2 separate regions of the Zea mays genome follow, and region 2 is linked to region 1. Evidence: chromatin contacts called from public Hi-C data. All regions are on one chromosome and are shown on one strand. The core of a region is the stretch at or near the end of the contact, and the rest is flanking DNA. Distances in the headings are between cores, read along the strand shown.

Evidence for each region. Hi-C and Micro-C count contacts between places; a contact is called where the count stands out from the background.
Region 2: a Hi-C map of ear shows a contact between it and region 1, with 2.6 times the contacts expected there. The contact joins the enhancer-like site here to the promoter of LOC100501847 in region 1. A contact is called at or near these places in 3 of 25 Hi-C or Micro-C datasets (ear and leaf) and 1 of 3 datasets of contacts at active chromatin or transcription factors (leaf).

The regions. Positions count from the first base shown.
Region 1 is chr4:224,121,892-224,124,476 of Zm-B73-REFERENCE-NAM-5.0, reverse strand. LOC100501847 (putative MATE efflux family protein) reads left to right here and starts at 1,289. Exons shown (of 5, transcript NM_001196495.1): 1 at 1,289-1,681; 2 at 1,910-2,451; 3 at 2,574-2,585. The coding sequence starts at 1,361.
Region 2 is chr4:224,398,479-224,401,063 of Zm-B73-REFERENCE-NAM-5.0, reverse strand. No RefSeq gene overlaps it. Among protein-coding and RNA genes, the nearest start is that of LOC103654656, 50 kb to the left of the region's middle. Within about 2 kb of position 1,288, at least 5 of the 20 cell types and tissues checked have an H3K27ac peak or open chromatin away from gene starts, as enhancers often do. A contact at or near this core is called in ear, where this site is marked.

The DNA.
Region 1 (2,585 bases), core at 40-2,539:
CTATTTGCTCTGCAAAACATACGTTAGTCACATATAATCTTACGTTGTCATTAATCACTAAAACCAACCTGGGGCCTAGATGCTTTCTAGGCCCTCGTCACCGTACCCTTAATTAGCTAAAGTGACGAGCAACTGAAAGATCACCCTTTTTAATGGTATCTACAACTGCTTGTACGCGGTCTAGCTAAGTGGATGAGATGATACAATGCTACTTGAAGCGGCCAAGAACAGTTTGCACAATAAGCTTAGAAAATCCAAGTTTAAGTTGGAGCACATGTGGTGAACATTTTAATATTATCCCAAGTGGTGCACGAAGTATGATGACGATAACTCGAGTGATAACTCGAGTGATGAGAGAAAAAAAAACCGTCTTAACTTCGATAACAATCCTAGCTCAGTGTCATACGAAAGTGTGGACGCACTATGTCCTAACACTTGCGATAAGGCAAGAGTTCAATAGAGGAAGAGACCCAAAACAAGTAGCAGCAAATTTCCATCTAGCCAGAAAGGAACGTGAAAGAAGCTCTACGCCATTAGTGAGAGGATGGCTCAAACTTAATTATTTTAACAATTTAACATATTATTGGATCATTCCACCACATATAGATGAAGGCACAAAAATACCCATAAATTGGTTTTAAAAATTCACAAAGCAACTTAAATTAAAGAACGAGGAAGCGATGGAACATGTGAGAGAGTAGATGTAGTCTATTAGTTATGTTTGTGAATTATGTAATTTTTATTTTTATGTTTAAGACAGTTTTAAATTGTTTTTTATGAGTAATGGAATTTTTGTTTGCTTAATTATATGTTCATTTTAATAAAACAACATATTTTGTTATAACTAAAAGTCTATAAAAAATGATGTAACATCGTATGTTTAGTTTGATGTCAAAATAGGATGAGCCGAGCGTGACACCATCCTCTTGATTTTTTGGGACTCCGTCGTCACCAAAAATTGCTCCGGTGTTCATCTCGTCCGCGCGTAACTTTTATCCAAAAACAATAGAAAATGTGACCGTCCCTTCTATCCTCGTTATACATCCAACCAAACGCATTCTAAAGTTGAGATGGATAAAAAAACGATGATCAATAACAACATTGATAATAAAAAACAAGAGTTCAAATGACATGGTGTGATGGTGAATATATAGACGGCATAATGAATAGCTGCCACCTGCTATACAGTCCGGGTCCAAAGTGTCCAACTCGATAGACGACCCACCAGCGTCCTAGCTTGCCTATATATGCCACCTCTTCTCCTTTCTTGCATCACTGCTCGAGGCTTCTAGTAGAGAGCACAGCTAGCAAAACAGAGCTCCAGAAACTGACCGATTGGTTTCACACCAGAGTTAGCGGGATGGCGGGGACGAGCGGCCACAGCGAACGAGCAGACGAGCCTCTGAAGGAGGCGCTGTTGGCTGCCCGCAACGGTAGCGGCAGCGACGGCGACGGCGAGAAGGACCTGGAGGAGATCCGGAGCGTGGGGTCGTTCCTGCGGCACGCGGCGGAGGAGAACCGGAAGCTCTGGTACCTTGCGGGCCCCGCCATCATCACGTCCATCACGCAGTACTCGCTCGGCGGCATCACCCAGGTCTTCGCCGGCCATCTCACCACGCTCGAGCTCGACGCCATCTCCACCGAGAACAACGTCATCGCCGGCCTCGCCTTCGGCATCATGGTCTGTGTACACTATACCTATCGCACATTCTCGATGCCAGAGTGGTGTGGAGTACATCGATCCAATATGCGCCTGGCACGAACGTCGGTGTGCCAGACACAAGCCGTCAAAAATACTCCAGTAGCAGTAGTTGACTCACCTAGGGCATGCCACACGTACGCCAGCCACACATCCACCAAATGACTCACTGACTGCAACGACTAAAATATTACTGCGTGCTGTTGGCAGCTGGGGATGGGCAGCGCGCTGGAGACGCTGTGCGGACAGGCGTACGGCGCGAAGCAGCTGCACATGCTGGGCGTGTACATGCAGCGGTCGCTTATCATCCTCAACGCCATGGCCGTGCTGATGCTCCCGCTCTACCTCTTCGCCACCCCTATCCTGCGCTTCTTCCACCAGGACGCCGAGATTGCCGCGCTCACCGGCCGCCTAGCGCTCTACATGATCCCGCAGCTCTTCGCCTACGCCTTCAACTTCCCCATCCAGAAGTTCCTGCAGGCGCAGAGCAAGGTGATGGCCATGGCGGTCGTGTCGGTGGCGGCGCTGCTGCTCCACGTCGCCATCAGCTGGCTCCTCGTCGGGCCCATGGGGATGGGGATCGTCGGCCTGGCCGTTGCGCTCAACGCGTCCTGGTGGCTCGTCGTGCTGGGCCAGCTCGCCTACATTCTCATGGGCTACTGCCCCGGCGCCTGGAACGGATTCGACTGGCTCGCCTTCTCCGACCTCTCCGGCTTCGCGCGCCTGTCGCTTGGCTCCGCCGTCATGCTCTGGTGCGTGCGTGCGTCTCATACTACTGGATTTGTCCTGCTTTCCTTTCTGTTGTTCTATTTAAAAGGATGACCTTGTTTGAGCTTTTGACTGCTGGCTTACACGTTCCTTCTCACGTATGTAGCCTGGAGTTCTG
Region 2 (2,585 bases), core at 39-2,538, 280 kb before region 1:
AATATTTTCCAAAAAACATAAAAAAGGTTTAAAAATAGCAAAAGTATTTTTATTAGGAGGGAGGCTCCAGCGCGGGAGGTCCAGCCTCCGCCTATCTGCCGCAAGTCACGACATTTTTATGTAACCCGCACTACCCCTCCTTATATCACTTACTTCATATCTATATTGCAGTTTTGTTAACCATAAATTATGACCAACTAAGTGTAAATTTATTGTTTGAGGCTGTAAACAAATTCAAAGGAAAAAGTTATCAACCATAAAGTTTCATAACTTTTGAAGTTCTACAACAATTGTTTTGACATTTTTCCCATTCGAGGTCGTTTGCAAAATTTACATTTTAAATTTGATAAATTTACATGCAGTTTTTGAGAGCACAAATAATTTCAAATAAAAAAGTTATCAACTACAAAATTTTATACTTTTAGAGATCTACAACTTTTATGTTGGTAGTTTTTTCATACGAGATCATTTTAAAAACTCAGAAAAATTCAGAATAAAAATGATTTATAGTGGCGGTTTCTTAAGAAAACCGCCATTAGAAATCGTTTTATAGTGGCGGTTCCTTAAAAAACCGTTATTAGAAGGTTTTTTTAAGGAACCACCACTAGAAATAGAACTAGCGTTCGATAACTGAAATCGCCTGTAAAAATTAGACCCCACCGCAGGCTTTAAGCTCTTCTGTACTAGTGTAATCTAAGTAATGGAGTAGGCTATTTTTTACAATGTGACATTCTACAACTTTTCAAAGTTTATTATATATAAGCCTCTCTCAAATTTATATGGTGAGATATAGAAATTGATTATATAAATTTACACACTATTTTTTTAGTGTATAACTTATATCACACAGTTTTACTTGTTTCTCTATAGTATAAAGGTAGTGTTTGAGAGAAAGGGAATGAAGGAGATTGGAGGACTAAAATCTTCTTACTGTTCAAAATTGAATAGAAAGGAAATTTATCCCCTCAAATCCTCACTATTCCTCTAGCTCCTAAACAGGCTCCTAAACAAGTGTGACAAGTCTGTATCAACACCTAAGAGTCTAGCTCTAGCAGCATCCACGCAATGGATGGCGACGACGTGCGTTTATCTGATACATTAGTGACACTGATATTGTTATAGTAGGAGTAGCCGGTCACCAATACTGAGATACTGATCGAGATCACGCCATTGACAAGCGACAAAGGGAAAGTGGTTTCTAAATCGAGAGATTGGATGTTCACCTTTAGCGGATGCACAGGAACTGCTCGTATGTGAGGTCCAAGCACATGCAGGACAGCAGCAGCAGCCCGAACCGGCTGAACGGCGCGCGAGGAAATCGATAAGCCAATCGGGGATAGATAGGACTGTCCGACTACTCGAACGGTCATATCTCATCACATGGGCTTAATTTTTCTCTCAATCCCCGAAAATTCTAGAGGAAATTTAAGTTTCCAAAGAGCTAGTTTGATAACCACATAATCGAATAGAATTGAAGGAGCTAAAATCACTTCTTATTCAAAAATTAATAAAAAGTGAATTCTAGCCTCTCTCTCATCCCCTTCGGTTTTGTAACTTCCAATTAGCCCTTAGAGGATTGTTGAGCACCAAAAGTGGCGGACGGTCCGGGCCTTGGGTCCGGACAGTCCGTGTGCCCCACGATTAGATTAACTCGGGTGATTATTCTTATCTCGTGCGTGGTTATCCATCTAATTACGTGAGAGTTGTTGGCTATCTCCTAGGAATAAGTCCAGACCTCCTCCCCTATAAATATAAAGGGGTACGGCCGATTGAAAACCCCCGAACACATTCCAATCGAACCAATTACTTTATTTACTTTTCCTGCAACAGGAGTAGATGTAGCGTAGTTCTAGTTGTAGCTTTCCGCATATCCACCTCCACCTCTATTCGACTCTACGCCGTCTAGATCCGTCTTGGTTGGCCTGCCGACCCCAAGATGACCCTAGAATCTTTCCCCTCTCGGGGGCAAGATCTAGTTGTTCATTCAAAATACTATATCTAGACTACCTCTTAATTCATAGGCGACTCTACGTCGTCTGGAGACGCCCCGGGTGACCTGCTGATCTAGAGCACCCTAAAGTCTCTCTCCCCAGCTGGGGACGAGATCTAGGTCCTACGAGGAAAAGAAGACGGCCCTGCGCCATCGCGGACCGTCCGGCACAGAGCTCGGACCATCCGGACTGAGCGCAAGGAAGGCGTCGCTTCTGCTGCCAGGTTGCGACCGTCCCCGCAGCGAGCACTACCAGTCGACCCAGCGAGGCAGCGACCCATCGCAGACGACCGCCACTGTTCACCTCACGGAGCAGAACCTAAGGTATTGCTCATCACGAGAAGGCCCTAGGGTTCGTTGCTGTTTGGTCCCAAATAGGTGGTGACCATCATAGAGGTGTTGCCCCACATTCAGGATAACCACTTTATTTGACTATACATCATCTAAAGGTGTCAAGTACCGCCAGGCGGTTCATTATAGTGTTTGGTGACCCAAAAGGCGTCAACACACTTTTTAGCGACTCCACCGGGGACGAAAAATCGGATCTATCAAATCCGATCCATTAGATCATATCTGTTAAATCAGACCTATCAGA